4 separate regions of the Mus musculus genome follow, and regions 2, 3 and 4 are each linked to region 1. Evidence: chromatin contacts called from public HiChIP or PLAC-seq and promoter capture Hi-C data. All regions are on one chromosome and are shown on one strand. Each heading gives the region's core, a stretch centred on a gene start, on an enhancer-like site or on the middle of the called end of the contact. The rest is flanking DNA. Distances are from core to core; before and after follow the strand shown. Region 1 holds the start of Nek1 (NIMA (never in mitosis gene a)-related expressed kinase 1). Region 2 overlaps Sh3rf1 (SH3 domain containing ring finger 1). Region 3 has its middle 23 kb from the start of 5730405A17Rik. Region 4 overlaps 5730405A17Rik (a long non-coding RNA gene).

Region 1 (2,760 bases), core at 222-2,721:
TGACTCTCAACATTTGTTTAATGTACTAGCTTAGGTAACTTGCAGTGTCACCATCTGGCAAAGAAGCCCTTAATCTGTCCATTTCCAAGCTGGAAAGAATTATAAGCTCCTGAACCTAGAAAAGTCGATTTGGGTGTGTGGGATGGGGAAAGGATGGAAAAGAGAAATCAACTGTCTACAGATCTTAGGCAAGGTCTATGCAGCCTCGGTAGTGTTCCATTCACACGAATGGAACAATGTGGACAGCAACTATGGCTGTATACAAAGACACTATCCTCTTCCTGCCTCAAGTATGGACTTCTAGAGTGCCATCCTCTAGCTCACTGAGTAGAGCTACTCGGGATGACACCAGGCTTGTTCTCAACTGTTTCAATTCCTGCATCGAATGATTTTTAGTCTACTGTACATCGTCAGTCCCTTCAGTATAAAGTGTATATACAGTAAACATAAAGGTGTAGGACACTGTAATGTAACTTTGTATTCTAAAAATTAAAGATAAAACTGCTTCGTTTAAGTTCACGAAGTAACTGTGGATATGTGCATAAGTTCAGGTCCCGGTGCTTGCAGAAGATGCTCCTGAAGTTGTTACAGGTGAGTTAACCAGACCAAGGTTTGCGTCCCAGAACCCTGGTCTTCTGTCTTCAGAGATGAGCTGTTTGAGCCATCCCTTAAAATAACTTTTTAAAGGGCATTGTACTTAAAGAAAAATTACTTGTAAATATTTGGCATCCTCAGTTAAGTAATGAGCGCTCAAATTAAAAGTACCTTATCTGTGTACCGTGTGGGAAAAAGTTGTTAATATGCTCTCTTCAGTCTGAGTCAGATTCCTGAGCGAAATTCCCGCCTTCACTCAGCCTAATTCTTTCCGGTTTTACTTTATTCTACCGACACCCGTCTTTCACATGCTCCTTTGAGCTTGGAGTACCTCACGCTCTCCCTTTGGTGCTTGGAGTTTTTAACTCTTGAAGTTGCTCCAGTCTCCACCTCCCCGCCCCCAGTCCCCGGTGCTTGCACCAATGCACTTGCCCAGTCCTTTCTCTAGTCCCAGTACTTCCTAGCTCTTTTGGCCCAAACATATTCCAATGGCCCCGCCCCTTGACGATGCCCCGCCCCATTCCCCCGTCCCCGATTCTGCCCTACCCATCCCCGGCTTGCTACGCTCCGCTCCCAAACCGCCCTTTTTAGCTTTTACCTACCACAGGCCCCCCACTCACTGCACCCTCTCCCTAGCCTCTCTCTCCTCTAGGCCGGCCTCTGGTCCTTCACGCTCCCCGCTAGCTCAGCTGCTGGCTGAGAGCCGGGTCCCACTAGCTTTCCTATTCCGTAACCCCGCCCTTCCCCGGAGCCCCGCCCCATCACTCTTAGTCCAGCCCCGCCCCGCACGTACAGTCCGTTCGCTTCGCCTGGCCCCGCCCCCCGCAGATCCCGGCTCCTCCCCTGCAGCGCCACAAGTCGGCTCCTGCGCGCTGACGTCACACGCCAGCGACAGTGACGCGAGGGCCGTTCCCCTCTCCTCAGCAGTAGCTCTATGGTTTCAGGGCGGCAACGTGCAGCGTCCTTACCTTGAGCCTGTGCAGTTGCCCTCACCCCGGAATCCATAGTCACTGTGACGAGGCGGGAGGACTTGGGCGACAGGTAGCCTCCCAGTCCCACACGCTGCGGGTCCGCGCCTGGCCAAGCCACCTCGACCTGTGAAGTTGGGGGCGGTACCCAGCAACTCCCCCTGTGCAGCCGCCGTTTCCAAGGGGTCAGGAACCGCTGTGTTTGTTTCGTCCGCGTAGCCAGGGCGGGTCGCGGAGTACTGTGCCTGACCCGACGGTGGCAAGTCTGACGCGTCAGCCAGAGACCGGTGCCCGGTGTAGGAGTCGCAGCCTGGGCTGTGAGCGGCTGCTGGGTAGACAGACTTGCTTTCTCTTACAGCATGTCATTTCCAAAATGCATCGTGGTGCTTCTGCCTTAAGTCCTATAGGAAGACACTGCCGCCACTAGACCGGTGCTTATGGTCGCCACTGTTATTCTGACTCAGGTCCCGTGTCATTGAGGTGAGTTGCGCGTGGGAAAGCAGTGACAGGCAGACAAGCAGAATGGTGAACTCACCGGGAGTGAGGAGACCTGTATAGATCTGTGGAGTGCATGGATACTCGCCTTAAGTGTTTGCGCCTAAAGCACCTTCTCCTTAAGTTGTTAATGGGGAGGACTTGTGTATGGCTCAAGGCAATTCTTTGGTATTCTAAAAAGATAACGCTCTCTTAAGAGACGATAAACTAATCTAAGTAGATGATAAGTCACTTAAATAGATTAGATTAGATGCCTGTATATTTTAATGAGAAAAATAGCAGTTAACTGGTTACCCTAAAGCTTTCCATGGTTTGACACAATTTCCACGTGTAAAGTATTAAAAGTTTTGCCACTTTAATAATTCAGTGTAACTTTGGGAAGGGGTCTTGGGGATTGGATGACAGGAACTCATTTTTGCTAGGCAGGTGATCTGCCACTGAGTTATATACCCTGCCCAATGTTTTATTCTTCCCTGTAAGATCTCCCTAGAAGCAGAAATATTTTTACTGCCTACATAAATCACATCGGAAATGTTTGTGAAGGCTTAAAAGCCCTAGTCCATCTGAGCTTTCACGGTGATGGGCTTTGCTTATGCTGCAGTAAGTGGAGGTGATGGGCAGCAGCCAGATGGAAAAAGAAGCAGTTCTTTGTTTCTAGTTTCTAGGATCTAGAGGTCTACATTTAAAATGGCCTCTTGTTCTG
Region 2 (2,923 bases), core at 298-2,797, 380 kb after region 1:
TGTAGAACATCCCAGAGGAGAGCATTGGGTGGGGCAGAGATGCCACTGTAGTGTTGGCCATGAAGCACAGTGAAAGGACCAGTGAGGGATACACATTCCAAGATATGCCTCAGCGACCTGCTTATTCTAACCAGGCCCCACCTCCTCATAGCCCAGTGATGAAGTTAGCACCCTCATAATCTAGTCACCCCTCAGGACCACCAGTCAGCTTCCAACCAAGCCTTTAACACATGAAGCCTTTCAAGGGACGTCGTATGTCTAAACCATAACGGGCATTCTATAACTCTCTTCTTGGGCTAAGTGCACCCTGCACATTCGTTCAAATCCAAGAGACCTGAGGTATCAGAAGAATGTGTTTGGGGACTTGAAACATGACTTCTGCAGTCAAGGTCCTGCCTCCGGTCTCACTTTTCCTAGCTGTGTGACTATTGCGTGATTCTCGGCTAAGCAGCATGCTGGTTATTTTTTGACGAATTTAGTCACAGGTCTATTTTAGACTCGATGGGAAGTCAAGTGCCTTTCTTAACTCTGCAGCAGCATTAGAAACCTACCAAGAGTCTTGGGTGACAACAGTGGAGTAAAATGAATGCAAGCGATTTCTATCTGAACGATTGTGAAGAAAAGTAGGTACTCAAAGAGAGAGGAGAGAGAAAAATGTATCATGGGTAAAGGACTTAAGACCGCCGTGGCTTGTTGCCATGGCGAGCCATCAGAAACTGGCCCTGTGTTTCTAATGCTGTGGGAAGTTATTATTCATAACCAAAAGGCTTTGGGGAATGATGACAGCATATCTTCCAAGTCTTCAGTAGCCTCAGCTGTAGCATCCAGAGATCCAGGGAGGAGTTAAGTGTGTTAAGCTATCCTACACCTGTTCTTTATTGCAATAAATGGCAGTAGCTGCCTCTCATTATGGTCTACCACGGTGAGATGGCTCACATTTTGGTAAGAGTGTTTACTAAGCCACTGAGTGTTCCCTCCTGTCACCCTCAGTTGCAGCACATAGCCAGGAACGCCCCACGGCAGCAGTGACTCCCATCCAGGTCCAGAATGCCGCCTGCCTCGGTCCTGCATCCGTGGGCCTGCCCCATCATTCTCTGGCCTCCCAACCTCTGCCTCCAATGGCGGGTCCTGCTGCCCACGGTGCTGCCGTCAGCATCAGTCGAACCAATGCCCCCATGGCCTGCGCTGCAGGGGCTTCTCTGGCCTCCCCAAATATGACCAGTGCCGTGTTGGAGACAGAGCCCAGTGGTCGCACAGTGACCATCCTCCCTGGACTCCCCACATCTCCAGAGAGTGCTGCATCAGCGTGTGGGAACAGTTCAGCTGGGAAACCAGACAAGGACAGTAAGGTGAGAGCCCCTCCTTCTCCTCTCTGTTACTCCCTGACTTTTTTTTTTTTGCCAGTGAAAGGACTCATTGTTCCACGGGCCCTTCGGGTTCTTACCATGGGTAAGTTCGTGTGCCACATGCCAGGAATATGGTGGTGCAGAAACCTGGGCACTGCCCCAGTCTGATGTCTCAGTCTTATGCTTTTCTTCATTTTTGAATACCCTTGGATTATCAGGCCCCCTACTGGGTAATAAGGAGACCACAGTGAGTAGGACTCAATCGACCTCAGCTCGCAGCCTTCCAAACCTAAAGGAGGAATTTTGTCCCTTCAAGTAACTTACTCTTTTATTATTTTGCTGTCCTCAAATTTTCATGTCCAGTGTTCTTGCTATTTGACAATTCCTCTTTTAAATGTTTTTTGACGGGTGAGAGGTTGGAAACTGTCCATCAAAAATGCTATTCTCAGGGTTAGAGAAGTGGCTCAGAAGTTAACAGTATAGAGCCTTACTGCACTCATACGGGACCCAAGATCACACCCAGTGCTCACAACTGCTTGTAATGCCAGTTCCAGGGTATCTCATACACACACACACACACACACACACACACCTAGAAGATAAAAAAAACAAATTTTTAAAAAGTTACTTGTATAGCACTTTCAACCACAGATCAGCAGGGTCCCTTGAGAGAGAGCGCCTGAAATATAGGGGAGGCCTCATCTTTCCTTTGGGACTTGACTTTAAATATATAGAGTAGGAAGCCATTTTGAAAGATGTCGATGTGCCTAGGCTTGGCGACAGGTGGTTGATGCCGAGAATACAGTTGATAGAGATTAAGCGTGGATAAAGTCTGGATGGTTGTACCTCAGCTTTGACAGTTTGCTCAGTATCCCGTGTGTTTCCCATAAAGCTGTGGCCCAGGGCTCTAAGCCACCTGGCTTCGGTGGTAATGTATGTCGCTCTACTTAAATGGCTGGAGAAGCCTGTAAATACAACTTTATAAGGAAATAAACTTCAGAGCCTGCTGACAAGTTAGTATTTGATTAACTATTAACATTAACTTTAAAAACGAATGGTATCTGCTTCAGTGTTTATCATTAACTATGTTAAACTTGTACTCAGATGGACAAGTGTGACTTTGTGTTTTCAAAGAATAATCTTAATAGTTTGAAATGTTCGGGCTTGGGCAGTGTCCTCGGTCACTTAGAACAGTGCTCTTCAGTTCGCTAAGGGGATGCACTGACAGGTACTGGTGGTGAGCTGAATAAGGGCCCTTAAAGATGTCCTCCTCCTGACCCCAGCCCCACACTTCCTGCTTCCTTGCTAGCATCAAGGACTGTGAAGATGAGGACTTACCCTTTTGGGTGGACCCAGTGTTGAATCTGGGAATCTTCCTGAAAGGGGACAAGATGGAGATCGGTAGCTCACAGGTGGAATCACAGCCATGGGACGCAGAAGGCCAAGAAAGAGAGGCCAGAGGCAGGCTCTCCCCTCTCCACGTTCACATGGAAGGTCTCCCTACAACACTTTGATTTTAGGATCTGGGTTCTTCTTCTCACAAAGTTTGAGGTAACTTCTTTTGGTGGCCACTTGTA
Region 3 (3,032 bases), core at 225-2,724, 460 kb after region 1:
TTCCTTGTGAGAGGGTGAGTCGTTTTTCCCACAAGGAGTCAGCAGCTCATTCTTTCTCTGAGGTAAAAGATTTTTAGTAACAGTTTGGAATGAAGTTTGTGGTACTGTGTAATTTTTTTTTCAGCCATTGTGAAAATTCTTCTAGAAGAGAGAACCACTTTGGAGGAAGTGGTTCCTCCTTTCCTAGCCCTGAGGAGGAGCTGAGATTCCCATGTTGGCTAGACGAAGGTCTTCTGAGGCCAAAGTGGGGACTGCCTCATATAGGATACAAGATGAATGAAGCAGTAAAGGTTACCCACTCACCACTACCACCACCACCACCACCACCACCACCAAAGAAGCAGTAGAGGCTACCCCTTCACCACCACCACCACCAATGAAGCAGTAGAGGCTACCCCTTCCCCACCACCACCACTGGCTGGTTTACAACCACATGCTTCTAAATACAAACTCTTTTTAAAAAGAGAAAAGAAACCGACGTTTCAGGGAGCACGTTTATTTATAGTGCAATCAGCAGATCCCCTGGTCCTTCATATACTTATTTTTGTAGAGCTGGGGGCGGAACCCAGGTCCTTTCATGTGTCATGCAGGCATTTGAGCAGTAAACTATAGCCCCAGTCTGAGCAATTAATCCTTGTGAACCTTTTCGAACGCTGAGCAGAACTTCTGGCTTTAGCTACAAAATTCTGATTCAAAAGATACATGTGAAGTACCGGTTTTAGGGTTCTGTTTAAATCGAGAGTGGTTTAAAGATCTGTGAAGCTGGAACACACAGAGGCATAGTGGGTATGTGGAGAATGAAGGGTCAGCAGGAATTGCTAAGCTAAGCAGGACACGGTAGTGCAACATCTGCAATTGCTGGACTCCAGGAACAGAGGCCGAAGGATCGTGAGCTGAGACCAGCCTGAGTTACAAAGTGTGATGGTTTATATATGCTCGGCCCAGGGAGTGGCACTAGAAGGAGTGGCTCTGTTGGAGTAGGTGTGTCACTGTGGGCATGGGCTTTGAAACCCTTATCCTAGCTGCCTGGAAGCCAGTATTCTGCTAGCAGCCTTCAGATGAAGATGTAGAACCCTTAAGTCCTCCTGCATCACGCCTGCCTGGATGCGGCCATGTTCCTGCCTTGATGATATTGGACTGAACCTGTAAGCTAGCCCCAATCAAATGTTGTCCTTATAAGAGTTGCCTTGGTCATGGTGTCTGTTCACAGCAGCAAAACCCTAAGACACACAACAAACTGCTTTTTCAAAATAGCCAAGCACTGGGGATGTAGCTCTGTGGTATAGCACTAGTTAAACACGAACAAGGTTTGATCTCCAGCGGCACACGAGTAAGCTAGGATGAAGGAAGAGAAAGTGAGGAAATACCAAAAATCCCTCAGCATAAGAGAGACTCAACATCTCTGTGACAGAGGGTTTAGGTTGTGCATAGTTCAAATCGAAAGAGAGCTTGCTAAAGGCAGTGCAGTTTCATTTAAGAACTAAGAGATACGTCTGTGGTTTCGGTTTTGTTTTCTGTTCAGTTATGATCTATAGTCAGCTCCTACAGAGCTCCTACAAACCAAGGATTAGACCTGGGTGCTGTGAACCTGGCTTGCAGCGTCCCTTGTGTCCTTTTATAGGGGAAAATACCCCTTCCGGGTCCCCAGAGATATCTGCAGGAACCACTTACAGAAACCACAGTAGGGACAAGCCCCTGGGAAGCTTTCACCTTGGTAGCTGAACGTAAATGCAGTCCCAAGCAGAGTTGGGGATGCTCAGATGCCATGCATTTGAGAGGACTGAGTGAGACCTGGAGGTAGGTAGAGTCATGTCCTTTCAGCTCCTTATCAGAGGGAGAGGGGGGAGTAGGTCCCAGACTTGAGTCAGGCAGGAAGCAGTATTTTGGAACTTCTGTCATTTCCAAGAAAATGTGTCAACCTGCCCCCCCCCCCCCCAACTACCAAAACCACCACCAAGGCGGTTGATGACAGCTAATATTCTGAAGATTACTTTAGGAATGTACCTGTGTGCTTCACTCGAGCTGGTGAAGTGACTCAGAAAGCACAAGCGGTGCCAAGCAGCTTCCGAATGACACTTTTGCTTCTGATAACTTTCTAGAAAAATTAAATGTTCTGTGAAGGATAAATTGCTGTTTGATGCGAATTGTCTTGTTAAAAAGCCATTTCTCCTCCCCAGCAACCTACTTCCTATGTCATTAAGCCAGCTGATTGGCTATGTCTAGACAATCATGATGGTGATTTACTACCTTTATGTGTGGTCGATGCTGGGGGGAGGGGGTCCAGGGTGGGGGAAGGGCAGGCGCATTCCCCATCTCTGGTGTCTCTTGGAGAGTTGATGATCAAGTCCCCAGCCGTGGCATTAAACACAGCAATAGAACACGGAGGCACAGTGAAGCATTTCCACCGCAGGTTATGAGCTGAGATATAAAATAAGATTTATTTGCAACAATCTGATAGAGAAAATTGAGTCCTGGGAATTGATGTCCTACAAAGGCTTTCTCATCACCCAGGGAGTGACTATGGATGTGAGTCACACTGTGAGAGGAAAGAGCTGGTGGTGGCAAAGACATAAAACTGGAGCGTTGACATTTGCTGCAGCCACTCTTAAAGATAAAGGAATTGACCAGTTTGTGCAATGTGAAATATGCTCACAATTACAGCCTTTTCTGATCCAGGCTCTGCTCGCAGCTGGATACCTTGGGCTTTTAAATTGATGCTATCATTCAACCTTTCTTTCTTTTTTTAATGCACTTCTTCTGCAAATGTGGTACCAAATAAACAACCATCTCCCCAAAATATCAGGCTCCTAGTCCCGAAAGGTTTAATCCTAGGAAATAATTTCAAATAAATGGGACGTGGCATCTACCATTTCACTTCTTATTTCCTAAATTCTCCGAGCAGCACCATCGCCATGTGAATGCAATGGCATAATAAATCCAAGTTAATATTTTAAAATGCAACGGGAAACAAGAAGTGTTGCGTTAAATTTTACTTGCGCAGTATTCATTCAGCAGTCAACGTGGTCGCAGTT
Region 4 (3,161 bases), core at 492-2,991, 410 kb after region 1:
TACAGTAAGGATTGCAGAAACTGATGTGCTGTACCCAGCCAGATATGTGCAAACACTGAAAGTTGAGCATGATTCTGAGTGTGGTGTGAGTGTGTGTGTGTGTGTGTGTGTGTTGCTGGGATAAGATACACACCACACCTCTCACATGTTAGAAACATGCCCCATGCCGAGCTGTCGATTCAGCCCAGAGATAATTTAATTTTGGAGATTTTCTTCCTCCTCGTGTGCTCTGCAAACAAACCTAGGAACCCTGTTTAGGAAGAGAACTGGGGAGGGCTGGCACGATAGCTCAGCCAGGTAGAGGCCCTGCCACCAAGCCTGGTGACCTGTGTCATCCAAGGCCCTGACAGTGGCAGAAGGAGAGAACAGACTCCTGTAATTGTCCTCTGACCTCCACGCATGTGCAATGGCACATTCCCTCACTTATACATTAATAAATAAGTTGTAATTTTAAAAACTTGGGGTGGGGGAAGAAATGGCGAGATCTAATCCTGAAGCCCTTCGCTCTGTCTAAATGGACTGTGGACATCCAAACAAAGACAGATGTACAGTTCTGCAAATGTCAGGTTGTCTCTCCTCTGGTATGTCCCGAGTTTCACATTCACTATGATCTTTGGTCCACTAGAGCCCCAGAATGAGAATGGGCCTCTCCAGGCTGCTGGGCTGATGATCACATGATCTGCCCACTGTGAACAGAACGGACACTTTCTCAGCAAATTGAGACGGGGCTTACAGAGGGGAACAATGGCACTTCAGCCCTCTAATTAAACACGGTGTGACATCTCTGGCACAAAGACTTGGATTCTTATTCCCAACCCCTGGAGCAAGGTCAGGGGAGTGAAGGCCAGCTGCCAGCACCTTATCTCCTGATCCTATCTAGTTCATTCCTTTTGCCAGCAGAAATTGAAAGCTTAATGGAATTACCTCTCTCTCTCTCTCTCTCTCTCTCTCTCTCTCTCTCTCTCTCTCTCTCCCTCTCCCCCTCCCCCTCCCCCCTTTTTCTCTCACTTGAGGGTGCTACAACACATAAAGCAAAAACGTCCTTTTGAGTAAAACCAATTTCCTTATAAATTATATCACAAATGCACATTCAACAAATTCCCCATGGCTGTAAAGGCTGATCTTGCCACTGGCTCACTCTTTAATACAAGCTAATTCAACCATCCCCCATGGTTTAATTTGTAATTCCTCTTTATTTTCCCTTCCTTACCAAGGTTTTATTTAGAAAAAAAAGTCTCCAGTTAAGGATTGACTCTGGCTCTCTCTAAGCTCTGTGGTACAGCACAGATTTAGCATGCACCAGGCCCTCCATTCAGTCCCCAGCACACACACACACACACACACACACACACACACTAAAGGGCAAATAAAATGACTCTAATTTCTCATTTGGAATTGGTACGGTGGCAGGGACTGTGAGTAAAAACCCCCCTTTATGGTTTAGATATGCAATAATAGTACCACCAAGGCTTGTGGGTCTTTTTATGCAAAAGCATACAGGCTTTGGAGGCTCTGTATCACAAAAGACCACCTCGGCTGTTGAAACCCTCTCTGTGCAGCAAAGAGAGATGGATAAAGAAAGGAATTTAGGAACCTAGTGCTTGAAAGTGCCTCATTTATTAAATTGGCCCCCAGGGTGTTCAAGCAGCCAAGCCCATGAAAAATAGCAACGTGCAAGGACACAAGCCTGAGAAAAGAAGGGCGGAGTCTTTCACTCCTTGCCTGCAGGGAGAGAGCTCTGCTGTGTCTACAGAGGTTTGTCCAGCTGGCTGCCTCCTCTTATCCTGCTCAGCCACCACAGCAAGAGGGCAGTCTCCATAGATAGCCATACCACTGGCTCACTCTACCCGGGTAGCAATTGTGGATTCCTGTGATGTGGTCATGGTTTACAGAAATCAAAGTCGGGATTGAGTTTCTACCCTTTAAGCCGAAATGATTCTTTCCTGTGATTTCCTTGCCCAAGACACATTGTGGGATTGGCATAGTATCATCCGGGCCCTCTAATAAAGCCTAAGTCAATGAAGCCTTGAGAATGGGGGGATCTTGGGAGGAGCGAGACTGTCGTGGTCTCTTCCTGCCAGCTGAGTGCACCCAGTGACTTAGAACTAAAGAGAGCAGATGTATAGCTTTAGAATCAGACCAGTAGCCTTTAGTTGTAACCTACCCCATTGTCTTAGGGTTTTCATGACCAAGGCAGCTCTTATACTAGGACAAAATTCAACTGGGGCTGGCTTACGGTGTCAGAGGTTCAGTCCATTATCATCAAAGCAGGAGGCATGGCAGCATCCAGGCAGACATGGTACTAGAGAAGGAGCTGAGAGTTCAGCATCATGTTCCAACCATACTCAGGAGAGAATTGGCTTCTAGGCATCTAGGAGAAGGGCCTCAAAGCCCACCCCCAAAGTGACACACTTCCTCCAACAAACCACACCTAGTCCAACAAGGGCACACTTCCTAATAGTGCCACTCCCTGGGTCAAGCATATTCAAACCACCACACCCATATTCCAGACAATGCAGTTTCTTTTCTTCTTAAAATATTTAGTATACATTACTTTCTCCATTTCTTCTTATGTCACCATCTCTGTCTGTCTTCCTAGCCTCATCCCACTCTGCAGGTGCTCCACACTCTCATTGGTAGCTTGATGTGCAGTGGACTCACCCATAAATGAATGTCCTTGTTTAGAAATGGGACACTCCAAGCTCTTCCCCTTAAGTTCCCTGCACAGAAGGAAGGTGGTGGTGGATGGTTTAATTTTTTTTTTTTTGAGACAATGTCTTACTGTGTGTTCCTGGCTTGCCTAGAACTCTCAGCTTCTTCCCACAATAAATACAGAGATCAGTTTGGGCCCAGTTCCAAGCCAGCCTCAAAGTCACAGAGCTCTGACTGTCTCTGCCTCCTGAGGGCTGAGATTAAAGGACTATGCCACCAAGCCCAGCTACATCCAGATTCTTAAGAACTTAAAGGGTTGGGTTTGTTTGTTTGTTTGTTTGTTTGTTTGTTTTTTGGATTTTTTGTTTTTGTTTTTGTTTCTGGTTTTTGTTTTTGTTTTTTTTAGTTTGCCTGAGATAAATTCACGTGTGTATTACTCTATTTCAAATATATTGACTAAGTTTTCTGGTGTCACTGTTTAGCTAACAAAGGTAAGGACTGCTGTGAAG

Evidence for each region. Promoter capture Hi-C pulls out the DNA fragments that hold promoters and counts their contacts. HiChIP or PLAC-seq counts read pairs in DNA pulled down with a chosen protein or histone mark.
Region 2: a contact with region 1 is called in an H3K4me3 HiChIP or PLAC-seq map of the SCID.adh cell line, with 11 read pairs. The contact joins the enhancer-like site here to the promoter of Nek1 in region 1. A contact is called at or near these places in 6 of 39 promoter capture datasets (the 3T3-L1 cell line, the C10 cell line, cranial neural crest and 3 more), 2 of 484 Hi-C or Micro-C datasets (the G1E-ER4 cell line and embryonic stem cells), 8 of 115 datasets of contacts at active chromatin or transcription factors (the SCID.adh cell line, astrocytes, craniofacial prominence and 4 more) and 1 of 9 other capture datasets (embryonic stem cells).
Region 3: a contact with region 1 is called in a promoter capture Hi-C map of pre-B cells. The contact joins the enhancer-like site here to the promoter of Nek1 in region 1. A contact is called at or near these places in 5 of 39 promoter capture datasets (the 3T3-L1 cell line, cranial neural crest, frontonasal cranial neural crest and 2 more), 2 of 484 Hi-C or Micro-C datasets (CD4 T cells and natural killer cells), 10 of 115 datasets of contacts at active chromatin or transcription factors (the 230-238 cell line, effector CD8 T cells, embryonic forebrain and 6 more) and 1 of 9 other capture datasets (liver).
Region 4: a contact with region 1 is called in a promoter capture Hi-C map of cranial neural crest. The contact joins the enhancer-like site here to the promoter of Nek1 in region 1. A contact is called at or near these places in 2 of 39 promoter capture datasets (cranial neural crest and pre-B cells), 1 of 15 datasets of contacts at CTCF or cohesin (the NIH/3T3 cell line), 5 of 115 datasets of contacts at active chromatin or transcription factors (embryonic forebrain, embryonic stem cells, pancreatic cancer cells and 1 more) and 1 of 9 other capture datasets (liver).

The regions. Positions count from the first base shown.
Region 1 is chr8:60,991,722-60,994,481 of GRCm38.p6, forward strand. It overlaps Nek1 (NIMA (never in mitosis gene a)-related expressed kinase 1), which reads left to right and starts at 1,472. Exons shown (of 33, transcript NM_175089.4): 1 at 1,472-2,042.
Region 2 is chr8:61,373,019-61,375,941 of GRCm38.p6, forward strand. It overlaps Sh3rf1 (SH3 domain containing ring finger 1), which reads left to right. Exons shown (of 12, transcript NM_021506.2): 10 at 991-1,349. Among named protein-coding and RNA genes, the nearest start is that of 5730405A17Rik, 54 kb to the right of the region's middle. Within about 2 kb of position 1,548, at least 14 of the 459 cell types and tissues checked have an H3K27ac peak or open chromatin away from gene starts, as enhancers often do. A contact at or near this core is called in the SCID.adh cell line and neural stem cells, where this site is marked.
Region 3 is chr8:61,449,622-61,452,653 of GRCm38.p6, forward strand. It overlaps a transcript of Sh3rf1 not described here. Among named protein-coding and RNA genes, the nearest start is that of 5730405A17Rik, 23 kb to the left of the region's middle. Within about 2 kb of position 1,475, at least 109 of the 459 cell types and tissues checked have an H3K27ac peak or open chromatin away from gene starts, as enhancers often do. A contact at or near this core is called in the 230-238 cell line, effector CD8 T cells, memory CD8 T cells and 3 more, where this site is marked.
Region 4 is chr8:61,402,725-61,405,885 of GRCm38.p6, forward strand. All of the region lies in intron 3 of 5730405A17Rik (a long non-coding RNA gene), which reads right to left. It also overlaps a transcript of Sh3rf1 not described here. Among named protein-coding and RNA genes, the nearest start is that of 5730405A17Rik, 24 kb to the right of the region's middle. Within about 2 kb of position 1,742, at least 51 of the 459 cell types and tissues checked have an H3K27ac peak or open chromatin away from gene starts, as enhancers often do. A contact at or near this core is called in embryonic forebrain and liver, where this site is marked.